Regions from separate parts of the Mus musculus genome. Here regions 1, 2 and 3 are each linked to region 4. The links are chromatin contacts, called in public Hi-C, HiChIP or PLAC-seq and promoter capture Hi-C maps. All regions are on one chromosome and are shown on one strand. The core of a region is the stretch at or near the end of the contact, and the rest is flanking DNA. Distances in the headings are between cores, read along the strand shown.

Region 1 (2,968 bases), core at 236-2,735, 170 kb after region 4:
AGGTAGACGTGGGCTACTGAGAGATTCAGCAGCCTCAGAGATGTGATGGCAGCAGAGGCTTGTAGCTACGTGGAAGTAACTGTGTCCCTGTGTGTACACTGGTGTTCCCACAGTGTGTGAGCTTGCCGATGCATACACTAGCTGCCACATCTCCTCAGAAGAGACAGTGGACAGACTGTGGTAGTGGGAGGGCAGCTTCTGTTTGCATTGGGCTGTGGCTCAGAACTCTGCCTGTGTTTGACTGTCCCCAGGTTCACGAAGAGAAGCTCCTCTATTGGAACATGGCTGTCCGAGATTTCAGCATCCTTCTCAATCTGATGAAAGTATGGGGCCCCTGACCTGCCTCGCTAGCTAACCTAGACACCAGGGTTCTGATTTCCAGAACTCACCCACCTGCTGTTCTCCTCACCCTTCCTCGGGCCCTGTTAACTCCCTCCCATGACCCCTGTTCATTTTGGGTAACCCCTTCTGGCTACTGTGGGGTTTCACCTTTTCTTTTTTGCCTCCCACCTGCACTACAAAATTTACTCCCTGACACAGCCCCGTTTTCTGCCCCCATCTTACCTCGGATCCTCTGGTCTGAGCACTTCCATCCCCGCCTGTCATCATTGTCCCCGAGGCTCTGTGTTCTCTGCTGCTGGGTTATGCTTAAGCTGCTGTCAGGGAGCTGTCACTCCCTCCCCTCTCCATCTCAGTCTCTCCTAAGGTTTCAGATCAGAGAGGCAGTCCTCTAGCCATGCTGTCTTCTCCACATCCCTAGCTGGAATCAATTTCTTCCTCCCCTGTGCTCCTTTCTGGCTTGTCTTGGATTTGGGTTACGAGCTTCCTTCTTCTGTAACTGATGTTCTGCTGCGTTCTGCTGCTCTGTTGTGTACCTTCTTCATATTACAGTCTTCTGTGTCCCTCACAGCCATGCTGTGTGCAGTGGGGCGGAGGTGGTACTCAAAGGAACCGCCTTAAGTCTGGTTTCTTGTCTTTCTCCTGACCAGGTATTTGACAGTTATCCTGTTCTGCATGTGTGTTTAAAGGTAAAAGATTTCCTAGGCTTTGTTTGAGGTGTTTTCTTCCTGTGGGTCATTTCCGAGGGGCCTCAGCTAGATGGAATTGCTTTTTACCTCGTTTATGTGCCAGAGGCTATGCTAATAGGTAAGGAAGACGGTGGCTAGCATTTTCTACAGTAGTTGGAGGCAGTTTTCTCATGCTTTGTAGAATTTTTGGTCAGAATATTAGGACTGGGTTGAATGCTACAGAGCAGCTGAGTTTAAGAATAATGTTCATGAAGCCCATGGTGATGCATACCTTTAGAGTCAGAAGCAAGTGGATCTGTGAGCTTGAGGCCAGCCTGGTCTACACAGTCAGCTAGGGCTGCTAGGGTAGACCCTACCACAGACAAAGGAGAAATAGCAGCAGTCACCCCTGCACTCCCTAGCAGGTTTCCAGGCAGCAGAGGACAAGTGATGGATGGTTTCCCTTGGGACAGGGCCAGGGCTGGGCATTGCTCCAGGATGGGAACCTGCTTAGTGTGTGGGATTTCCCAGGTTCAATCCTTTGCACCACGAGACAAATGGAAAAACCTTGGAATGGTCTATGAATGTCAGATTGATATTCTGACAATTGCAGAGCCCTTCCCTTCTCCTATGGGGATTTCCTATCTGGCCCTGGATTTGATGGTAAAACTAAAGAGTTATGCTTCTTCTGTCCTCCTGGTGTCTCCCTCCAGCGTATGGTACTGTCCTTGGTCGCTTCCCCTCACTCTATCCTGTACAGCTTAGGAGATGAGTGGCTTGGAGGAGCAATTTGGTTGGAGATGGCCATGTGTTGCCTTGGTCCTCTCATGTCTCCCTTTGAGACTGAGTCGTGCTGAGAGGCTTCAGTGCAGGTGAGGCACTGTGTTCTCTAAGCTGGACAAGGGCTCTGGCCGTTGTCTGTCCAGATTTCTGACTCTGCCTAATTCTGGAGCTTATTTATGTAAGTAGCAGGTCTGTTTGCTTTTCAACTTTAGTTAGAGCCACCAAATTAACTTTCTGGACCACTTCCAATTTATTTGAATGCACACAGTGATAATATAAACCCTTGGGCTAGGTGGCCTATGCTGCTTTGTCTGGGAGCTTTTCAGTAAAAGTCCTCAGCTGTAGTTCAGCACCGCTGTCTCTCCCTTCAGTATGGCCGTCGCTTTGTGGAGGCATTTCTGAAGCAATGTATGCCACTCCTCGACTTCAGCTTTAGAAAGCATCGGGTAAGAACTGACAACAGAGCCGTTGCCAGGATGTCTGTGGGTATTTCTGAGCTGGGATTGGGCTGGGGATTCAGGGTCCTGTTGTCTATGCTTTGAGCACCAATTCTAAGAAACAGCATGCCAGCTATAGCCAGAAGTGCCCAGGTATACTGAGCCTCTCACATCACTCTGTTCAGACCCCCTCTCCTTCTTCCCAATCTTTGGGCTTGCTCCATTTAATCGGCACTTCATTGTGCTGTTGCACACTTGGCTTTTCTGCAGCAGTGTCTCTGCAAACACTTTAGAAACCACTGGGCTCTAAATCATGCTTGATATATGCCTTTAGAGCCAAGTGGTACTTGGAACTGGCATGGTGAGAATAAAAAGGGGTTTATGTGTAAATTTATTTTATAACATCATATATGTTTGTGTGTAAGATGATTTGATCACACACACACACCCCATTTCCTTCTCATCCTTTTCCCATCCCCCATGATCTCCCTGATACAGAATTTCTTACACGTCTAGAAAGTGAGCTTTACAAAACACTGGCAGTATGAGTTAGAAAAAGAAGAGAGGGGCGGCATCGTATCCTGATATACAAGCTTGAGACGTGGCTCCCTACTTAGAGTTTGTTACCAGCCTGGTCTGGAGAGCCAGTCCCAGGGCAGCCAGTGCTCCACAGAGAAGCCTGTCCAGCTCTTGCTAGCTAACGGGTTAATAGATCCTAGGGCCAGGTTGAGAAGCTGCAGA
Region 2 (2,878 bases), core at 260-2,759, 250 kb after region 4:
CTCATCTCCTGTAACCTCTGGCCTGCAAGCTCAAGATCCCAGAGCCATAAAATGCAGCTCACTGAGGAGCCCGAAGCTAGCCAGTCCTGCATGGAGCAGTCACTGTTAGGGGCTTGGGCCAGAGGTTGACCCACCAGTGCTTACATTCCCTCTCAGCCTCATCATTTCTGAGTTCCTCCATCTGTAAATGGGTAAGAACAGAGCCCATTGCATCCTATTGCAGAGAATCAGGCACCTTAGCTGGGTGGATGGTGTGTGTGTGTGTGTGTGTGTGTGTGTGTGTGTGTGTGTGTGTGTGTATGTGTGTGAATGAAAATTCCAGGCCAACATGGTTTCTTTAGGCATGTGCCTCTGCAGATACCAGAGCTGGTAACCATATGGATCTGTGTGAGGGGACAGGGAAATCCAGTTAAAAACAACTCCATAGCCAGTAGAAAGGTGTGCAAAACAACTGCCGATGGAAGCCACAGCTGGGCTGGAGAATGTTTCACTTCCCTCAGCTGTTCCTTACTTTCCTGCTACATAGTAATAAAAGACCACGCCATCCCTTCCCATAGTGAGAAGCAGGCTTTACAGACTCAGAGGCAGATAGATGTTAACACCTCACAGCCCATTGTCCTATTCTGATCTCCCCCGCAGGCCCAGGATCTCCAGGCATTCCAGAGCAACAGGTCCGTGGCCTTTACCGGATGCCTGGCTCCATATGATGTTTCTTTAGTCATTACAGGGGATGCGTGTGAATGGTCGCTCAGGTCTGAGTGCTTGGAAGACTGGAGTAGCTCATTTCTGGGCAGGCAACACCACCGGGCAATCAGGTCAGGGCTGGCTGTCCTGTCCTCACAGATTCTAGCTGGGTGGTGGGGGATAATGCCTTTAATCCCAGCACTTGGAGGCAGAGGAAGATAGGTCTCCAAGTTTGAAAAAAGAAAGAAAAGAAAAGAGAAGAAAAAGGAAGAAAAGAAGAGAAGAGAAGAAAAAGGAAGAAAAGAAGAGAAGAGAAGGAAAAAAGGAAAGAAAGAAAGAAAGAAAGAAAGAAAGAAAGAAAGAAAGAAAGAAAGAAAGAAAGAAAAAGTATGGCTTCTATAGCTCTTAAGGGGCCAGGGGAGAATCTAGTGTGGTCTAAGTCGGACCTGGAGTCAGACTGTGAACACAAGGACCTTGTGCTCTCTACAGTTTCTATATCCAGTTCCAAGCCAGGGTTGCATAATGAGACCCCATCTCAAAAAAAAAAAAAAAAGAAAAAAAAGAAAAAAGAAAAAAAAAAGGAGGAAAAGTGTGTGTGGAGGGGGCTGGCAGTTAATGCTAAGTCAAGGACTATTTCCTGTAACTAAAGATATCGAAGAAGGAAGGGGAAAAATGTGCTGACCTATGAACCCCAATTCCTGATAGGTCCTCAGACCCGGGCCAAACTGCTGTTCCTTTGCCAAAGGGAGAAAGATAATGAGAGGGGAGGTGGGGGAGGAGCGGGCGGGTGCCAGGGCCTCTCTGTACTTTCACCATTAGCCTTTGTGTGGCCCACATTCCTGAGTGGCCCTGGGGAGCAGGTGTGCCGGGGCCACTGGGCCTGTCCCTGCAGTCCCTCCCACAGAAGCGGAAGTTCTATTTCTGAGTTGAAACAGGAGGAGTTATTCTTTCCATTGATTACTGAGGCCACTCAGCCCTGGGAAAGCCCCAGATTTCAGGCTTGTGGTCTGTCCGGGGAAGTTGCTGTTTGAGGGCGTTTTTTATTTTAGAGGAAAAGTTTGGGCGCTTGGAGCGTTGTATTTTGAGGACTTTTATGTTGAGATGAATGGGTCCTGCGGTGTGTCCCCGACCTTCCATGAACCCGTGCAGCGCTCAGCAGACAGGAAGTTACACACTAGGCCCTCTGTGATCCACTGTGGCAACAGTGTATACAGTGTATGTAGTGTTTGCAGTACAGTGTGTGTGTGTGTGTGTGTGTGTATGGTGTATTGTGTGTGTGGTATGGTATGAAGTGTGTGTGTGTGTGTGATGCATGGAGTTTGGTGTGTTTATGGGTGTGTGTGGTGTATATTGTGTGTGTGGTATATGTTGTAGTATGTGTAGTTTCTTATTAAGAATCTGCAGTGTCCACACAGACAACGAAAGCAGTGCATTGAAGGCTCTGTGCTGCTGTCCAGGCTGCAAGGGTGGTCCATGGTTACTTCATCGGCTGGGCTGCTCTGCCTTGCCCGGCCATCCGGGGAAACCTTAGACAGTTCTTTGAAAACATTTAAAAAATGGAAAATCTTGGCCAGGTGGTGGTGGTGGTGCAAGCCTTTAATCCCAGCTCTCATGAGGCAAAGGCACCTTGGTCTACAGAGAGCTCCAGGGTAGCCAGAGCTACACAGAGAAACCCTGTCTCAAAAAACAAAAACAAGAACAAACAGACCAACCCACTCGAGTAGACGGTTCATGCTTCCATCAGCCGGCTTCAGTGATGATCAGACTTCTGGTGACCCAGCGGCCATTGAGGAACTGGTTCCAGAACTCCTTCCTGCAGGGTACCAGAGTCTATGGATACTTGAGTCCCTTCTGCAAAGTAGCATGATAGGTGCTTGATTCAGCCCTGGCTACTGGTACCCACAGGATGGAGGTGCCTGGGTATTTACCAAGTGAGTGCTGAGCCTCCCCTCCCCCTCCGTGCCCTTGATTTCCCCAGTCCTTCAGGCCACCCCAGGTAGAACAGCATCTGCTGTGGAACCACACTGGAGGTTTCTCTGTGTCCTCTGCCAGGCAGTGGCACAGGGGCAGCACAGGGGCATCCCCCATCATGTGACCCCGGCTGCTCAGGACACCTCCCACTTCCTGGTCTCCTCCTGTCATTCAAGATGACAAATTGCACCTGTTGCAAGATGTCACCAGGCTTAAAAGGATT
Region 3 (3,173 bases), core at 563-3,062, 180 kb before region 4:
GAAATCTGCCTGCCTCTGCCTCCCAAGTGTTCAAGTGTTGTGATTAAAGGCGTGCGCCACCACACCCGGCTGCATTTTTTTTTTTAAAGCCCAATAAGATATCACTAGTAGGGCTGGTGAGACAGTGTGTGTGTATTTACCAAAAATATCTACAAAATAACTCATAGCAACAGATTTTTTTGAGAGTCGCACACTGTAGTACCACAGCTGGTCTTGATGGCTCCTTTGTCTTTTTGCCTCAGCTTTCGGAAGGCTTCACTCACAGGTGTAAGCCATTGCGATTGACTAGAAAAATCTTAGAGACATTATGTTTGTTCTACTTTTGTTGCTATGATAAAAACAAAAGCAAGCCAAGAAGAGGTTTATTGAGCTCACACTGTCACATCAGTGACATCATCATTGAGGACCATCAGGCAGGACAGGAACTCAAGCAAGAACCTGGAGGCAGAAAGTGAAGCAGAGGCCATGGAGAAATAAACACTGATTACCAGCTTGATCCCTGTAACTCTCTCAGCCTGCTTTATTCTACAACCCAGGACCACCTCTCCAAAGTGGATACCTCCCTCTGCATCAATTAGCAATCAAGAAAAGGCCCCACAGACATGCTCAGAGGCCAACCAGGTGGAGGCAATTACTCAACTGAAGAGTCCTTTCCCCAAGTTGGGAAGCAAGAATAATCATCACAGTTTAGAAGACGAGACTAAATAATAATTTTTTTAAAAAATGCATATTTTGATTCTATTTGACCATCGCCAAAAGGGAAAACTAATTTCCAGTATTAGAATTCAGGACAGGACCTAGTTGAGCATGAAGAGTGACTGACAGTCAGCAGGGGTTGTGGTTTGTGTTTTCCTTAGATTTCTTTACAAATCTAAGAAAATGAGTACTTTTAGGCACTATGTTAACTTACTATGTTTTCACAGCATCAATTTCATTTTGAGAGTTTTCTTTCGACATAAGTTATAGCTTAATCAACTGTCTGACTGATGGCCAAATGAGCAATTCTCCCTCAGATATACAATACTGAAGGAGGCCTTAACACCTTCTCTCTAAACATCAATACTTGGGGGTAGATAGTACACACATCTTCTGAGACTAACAATTCTAGGAATTTGGGACTGATATTTGAGATTCTCAGCACCCAGAAAGTGGAGGCAGGTGAGTCAGGAGTTCAAGGCCAGCCTTGGCTATACCACAAATAATTACCTACATCAAACAACAAACACCAGCCCAATACACAAACAACTCCCTAGACAGGGAAGAACTGAGCAGGAGATTGGCACGTGTTGATTTATGATGAAAGCAGCTGATAGGAAAATGAAGGAACATTATTATCTACACTTTTTTAAACATTTTTAAAAAATTAAGGTGTGGTCTGGGCTAGTCTCAAATGCCTGATTCTCACGCTTCATCCTCTGGCGTTTGCCTACTGACACCAGCTAGAAAATCTTTTTAAATAAATAGGATGATGGTCCACGCTATATTGGCAGGGACGTCCATAAGAGCAGTGGAGAAGTGCTGTTTGAAATGCTGTTTTGATTCTTGCAGCTCTCGTCTTCTTGCTGCCAGCACTAACTCAGGCCTCCGGCGGTTCCTTCCTCTCTTGTTGCCAATGGTTCCCGCCTTTCCCCTCCCCGCAGCCGCGGTGGTTTAGCCCGGCTTCCCCCGGGGAAACCCCTTGGGCGGAGCGCGGCCCCCGCCGTGAGGCCACTTGGATCCCTCCGCGTCAGGGGTGGGCCGGGGACCTGTGGGCCGGGCACGAACCCCGGGCTCTGATTGGCTGCGGCGGGAGTAAACATCCGGAGAGGTGGGGCGGGGCCGGAAGTGGAAGAAGAAGGCGGCGGCTGAGTCGGTTCAGGAGGTTTTAGAGCCGGAGTCCGAGCTTCAGGTGCCATGGGCTGGGGGAAGGCGCCCTGAGGGGACTCGAGGCTGTGCATGGCGGGTGCTCGGGCCGCCGCCGCCGCCTCGGCGGGTTCCACCGCCTCGTCGGGCAGCCCGCCGCCTCAGGAGCCCGGGCTCTGGGAGCTGCTGGAGGAGTTCTCCCGGACTCAGTACCGTGCCAAGGACAGCGGCGGGAAGAGCGGCTCTAAGGTGAGCCCCAAAGGTGCAACGACCTGAACTGGTCCCTGGCCTGAGTTACCGAGGGAAGACTGTGGTTCGGGATGGGAGGAGAGCTGGAATGAGACCTCCTTGGGGAGGCACGGGAGAGGAACTTATCCAGGATATGGACTCAGAGAGTAAGGATCCGGCTTTACACCAAAGAGGAGGACCGAAGCTCCTTGTGGGTTTTGGGGTGGGGGGTTGCTTTAACAGGGGTTTGGAGGTCAAGGGTCGGAGTTGTGGGCCAGGTGCAAAGGTTAGACAATAGGAACGCTACCCTTCGTGAGCCTAGGAGGGGTTACCAACAGATTCAAAACAAAAAACAAAACCCCTAAAATCTAAGTAAAAATGGGGAAGAGACTCCTCTGGACCAGAGATCAGAGTAGAAGTCTGGAGTAGTGTGACATTATGGAGCCCAGAGAACAGCGGAGTGTGTCACCTCCTTATAAGGTACCAGCATGACTTAGGCCCTTCCCTTTCCTTTCCTGTAGAGCAAGAAGAGAACCCACATTCCCTTTCTGTTCCTTTTATCAGAAGTCTCTGTCCGTTGTCCCCCCACCCCGGGAATTTCCCTCTGCCCTAGTCACCAGGCCTGAAAAGAGAGCTGCTGATCTGGTCGAGGCATACTGACCTCAGCACTGATAGACCCGGCCCTTTCTCTTTCCCAGTGTGGCATTACACATTGGCGTTGGTCTCTGTGCTGGGCCATAAAACTGGTTTGGCCCCAGAGGTTACCTAGGGGCTGAGACATCTTCTATTAATCTCTGAAGTAACAACCTAAGAAAGATCACTAATGTGGTATTATCGGACCAGACAATTAAGTACCTTTCAGATTATAATTGGCATCATTTGGAGCTCTTGTTAAACACAAAGATTTCTGGTCTTAGATTCTCTTAAAGCACAATGTCTGGGGAGGCAGACCCTAGAATTTGTACTGTATGTTCAGAAAAGCCTTAAATGCGTTATCCCAACCAAGGCCAGTCATGCACTCCTGTCCTTCTGTCTCCACTTCCTAGGTGATGGGGTTACAGGTGTTTACCCTCATGCTTGGTTTCTGTGGTGCTGGAGATTGA
Region 4 (3,242 bases), core at 609-3,108:
GAGGACCAGCATTGAGCACCCGCATGGTGGCTCACAACTATCTGCGATTCCAATTCGAGATCAGATGCCGCCTTCTGGCCTCTGAGGGCACCAGATACACACTGTGGTGCATAGACATACATGCAGGCTAAACACACTATACACAATAAGGATAACCCCCATCCCCAACTAAAGGCTGGACAGAAACACCAGGACTAGAATCCAGACCTGAGAAACAAGTCATAAGGCCTTTTCTCTCTCCCTCAAGAGAGAGAGCCGAATGCGCTAAGAGTTAACACCAATGTCCAGGGCCTACCATGTATCAGGCATTTGAATAAGACTTTTACTTACAGTGGGTGTAACATACACCCCACACTATCACTTACTTCCCAGGTGCTCGCACAACCTGGAGCTCCTGGTGTTCGAGCCCCAGGGCCTGGCTCAGCTGCGGCAGCACAGATAGCAGCGTCAGCTCTCCTGGTCTCCCTGGGAGGGAAGAGGACAAGCTGCCAGCGTGCCATCCAACCATCTCTACCCCAGCCTTGCCCTCCTCCCTGCCCATGCCCATACCTGTCACAGGCAGACCCTGTGGCTTGTTCAGTGTCACCAGAGGTCCTGAAACAGTTCATGGATGTCAGCAAAAGCAGGGAAGCATGTCTGCATGCAGCCTCGGGGGTGGGGTTGGGGGTGGGGGTTATACAATCCAACCCCACTTTAAATAGCACTTCCTAATCCCTGTACCTCGGAGCCTTCATACCTGCAGTTCCAGGCTTCCATTCCCATTGGCTCCAACATACCTCAGTATAATGTGTGCCCCTCCTACAGTCCTTGACTGTTGCGGGTGGAGGGGGGCTCAAACACCAAGTCAGCCTCAAATTCACTACACAGCTAAGTCTGGTCCTGAACTCCTGATTCTCCTTGCCTCTACCTCCCAAGTTCTGGAATTACAAGTGTGGTTACCACGCCAGCAGCGATTGCTCAGTAATTCTCACATTAGGACGCTGGATCTCGCAAGGCAGGGGCCATATTTATCCCAGAACTGTGAAGCCCCTCACTGCTACATGAACATACAGTCGTGAAGCAACATGTGGGTGCTGACTGCTGGTCCTCTCTGCAAGAGCAGCCATCTAGCCCTCTTATGAAACCAAGAGGCATGCCGCTTACAGAGGCCAGCTATAACTAACCCCAAAGCTTTTTCTGATAGTTAACTTCTGTTACAGCTGCTCTCAGAACACAGGGAGGAGTGAGGTATACACCTCTCCTCGTGATGGTGAGGCTAGGAAGAATGTGACTGCTGGCCTGGCTCCTGCAGCAACAGGGGAGGCACAGGAGCAGCAGGCTCCCCTCACCTTTCTGATCCACCACAGCTGCCCTCAGGACATGAGCCAGCTCCTCCAGGCCGAGGTTCTCCGTCCTCAGCAGCCCCGGGAAGGGCTGGTCCTCGACTAGGTCCTTGTGCTTGCTGGAGCGGTGAGGTTGAGACGGACGCCTGAGAAACATGGTAGAAGCCTGTACCTCCCTCCCTTGCTCACCCTGCCTAGTCCAGCCTCTTCTTAGAACTCCCGGGCTCAGCAGACAGGAGTCCACCTACCCCCCAAGACTTTACCAAAGAGGCACCAAGGCTCAAAGGTCCAATGACCTAGTGCCGGGTCTCACAACATAGTCCGGCTTAGAACCAAGTACTGATCTGAATTTCATGCCTGCCCTCTCCTTGATCTAGTCTCTCCCCATACACGGAAGTGGAGTGTTATAATCACCGGGCCTCGGTGCCGAAGCCGGCATCCCTCTGCCGTGCGCAAGACCCCAGCTCCGGCCGCCAGATCATAGAGACATAACGCAAAACTCTCAGGGCTCCCATTGCCGGGGACCAAGCACAGTACGCATGCGTGTCCACGGACAGCTCAACCCCACCTCCCGTACATCCTCCGTGCGTAGATTGGTCAGGCAGGCTGTCAATCAAGGCAGAGGGCGCTCAGACGAGCGAGAATCCGGGCTTTGCCTCCCCTGTAGAAGAAAAAGTGCCATTTAGGGTTCTGGCTTTTGGGAAAACTGAGGCACGAGGCGGGTTATTTACTCAAAGTAGAGGACGTGTCTTAGAATAAAAAGGGTCGAGAAGACTGTCGTTTCAATTTTGGGGAACCTTAATCTGAAACCCTCCCTTGTAAAACCGAGGGAGAAGAAAGGTGAAGACCGGTATGCAGCCTTTCGGTCAGTACACCTGTCTGAAATTGTAACAGCCTGTGACATAAAAGGTCCCAAAGCTGTGGCTCAGGTGGTAGAGAGGCTACACAAGGTCCTGGGTTCAATTCCCAGCACCGTGTATGTAGGTCACAAAGAACAAGATCACAGATACTGGGTTGGAGACCAGCCTGGGAGATGCGCAAGGCCCCTCTATGAAAAGAAAATCAAGGTAGGCTGGGTGTGGTGGCGCATGCCTGGAACAGAGGCAAGTAGTTAGCTGAGTTTGAGACAAGCCTGGTCTACACAAAGAAAACCAGTCTAAAAAGAAAAAGAAAGAAAAAGAAACGAAAGCTGTGAGTTCCACCCTGGCCAGTATGTCTCAAAAACAAAATACACGGGCGTAAAATGAAACAAAATGGAGACTGGTTAAGATTGCCTGTTGTTGCCGGGCATGGTGGTGCACGCCTTTAATCCCAGCACTCAGGATGCAGAGGCAGGCGGATTTCTGAGTTCGAGGCCAGCCTGGGCTACAAAATGAGTTCCAGGACAGTCAGAGCTATACAGAGAAACCCTGTCTCAAAAAAACAAAACAAAACAGAACAAACAACAGGATTGCCTGTTGTTTTCAGCACCCACAGCCTTGGACTCAAAACCTCCTTTAACACCTGTCCAAACACACAGACATATGTACATAATTAGCAATAAAATAGACCAGACCTTTAATTCCAGTATCGGTCTACATAACCCTGTCTCAAAAAAAAATACAAAAGATAGTAACAATTTTATGCGCATAATAAAAACAGTGAAATAGAAATAATGACTGAAAATAAAAAGAAAGTCTCTTTTTGTTTGTTTGTTTTGTTTTTCGAGACAGGGTTTCTCTGTATATCCCTGGCTGTTCTGGAACTCACTTTGTAGACCAGATTAGACTGGCTTCGAACTCAGAAATCCGCCTGCCTCTGCCTCCCAAGTGCTGGGATTAAAGGCATGTGCCACCAGGCCTGGCGAAAGTGTCTCTTTTTAAAAAGCAGTGGGGTATAGTGGCACACACCTTTAATCCCACCACCGAGGCAAGAGCAAGA

What was found. Promoter capture Hi-C pulls out the DNA fragments that hold promoters and counts their contacts. A called contact is a pair of places that touch in the nucleus more often than the background predicts. HiChIP or PLAC-seq counts read pairs in DNA pulled down with a chosen protein or histone mark.
Region 1: a promoter capture Hi-C map of neural stem cells shows a contact between it and region 4. The contact joins the enhancer-like site here to the promoter of Rpusd3 in region 4. A contact is called at or near these places in 9 of 39 promoter capture datasets (the C10 cell line, the HPC-7 cell line, cranial neural crest and 4 more), 2 of 484 Hi-C or Micro-C datasets (the 63-12 cell line and pancreatic cancer cells), 1 of 115 datasets of contacts at active chromatin or transcription factors (embryonic stem cells) and 4 of 9 other capture datasets (adipose tissue, embryonic stem cells, liver and 1 more).
Region 2: a contact with region 4 is called in a FOXA1 HiChIP or PLAC-seq map of pancreatic cancer cells. The contact joins the enhancer-like site here to the promoter of Rpusd3 in region 4. A contact is called at or near these places in 3 of 39 promoter capture datasets (the C10 cell line and the HPC-7 cell line), 8 of 484 Hi-C or Micro-C datasets (B cells, the G1E-ER4 cell line, cortical neurons and 2 more), 7 of 115 datasets of contacts at active chromatin or transcription factors (effector CD8 T cells, embryonic stem cells, extraembryonic endoderm stem cells and 2 more) and 4 of 9 other capture datasets (adipose tissue, embryonic stem cells, liver and 1 more).
Region 3: a Hi-C map of regulatory T cells shows a contact between it and region 4, with 5 times the contacts expected there. The contact joins the promoter of Mtmr14 here to the promoter of Rpusd3 in region 4. A contact is called at or near these places in 3 of 39 promoter capture datasets (the C10 cell line, erythroid cells and pre-B cells), 6 of 484 Hi-C or Micro-C datasets (CD4 T cells, the G1E-ER4 cell line, LSK cells and 3 more), 8 of 115 datasets of contacts at active chromatin or transcription factors (the 230-238 cell line, the SCID.adh cell line, embryonic stem cells and 3 more) and 4 of 9 other capture datasets (adipose tissue, liver, macrophages and 1 more).

Annotation. Positions count from the first base shown.
Region 1 is chr6:113,585,221-113,588,188 of GRCm38.p6, forward strand. Fancd2 (Fanconi anemia, complementation group D2) reads left to right here. Exons shown (of 44, transcript NM_001033244.3): 38 at 252-323; 39 at 990-1,028; 40 at 2,162-2,236. Among named protein-coding and RNA genes, the nearest start is that of Gm46971, 11 kb to the left of the region's middle. Within about 2 kb of position 1,486, at least 14 of the 459 cell types and tissues checked have an H3K27ac peak or open chromatin away from gene starts, as enhancers often do. A contact at or near this core is called in neural stem cells, where this site is marked.
Region 2 is chr6:113,667,197-113,670,074 of GRCm38.p6, forward strand. The region is part of intron 3 of Irak2 (interleukin-1 receptor-associated kinase 2); the gene reads left to right. Among named protein-coding and RNA genes, the nearest start is that of Tatdn2, 28 kb to the right of the region's middle. Within about 2 kb of position 1,510, at least 232 of the 459 cell types and tissues checked have an H3K27ac peak or open chromatin away from gene starts, as enhancers often do. A contact at or near this core is called in B cells, adipose tissue, effector CD8 T cells and 4 more, where this site is marked.
Region 3 is chr6:113,236,031-113,239,203 of GRCm38.p6, forward strand. It overlaps Mtmr14 (myotubularin related protein 14), which reads left to right and starts at 1,813. Exons shown (of 19, transcript NM_026849.2): 1 at 1,813-2,091. The coding sequence starts at 1,936.
Region 4 is chr6:113,417,482-113,420,723 of GRCm38.p6, forward strand. It overlaps Rpusd3 (RNA pseudouridylate synthase domain containing 3), which reads right to left and starts at 1,859. Exons shown (of 9, transcript NM_001033204.1): 1 at 1,737-1,859; 2 at 1,329-1,468; 3 at 550-594; 4 at 366-465. The coding sequence starts at 1,837.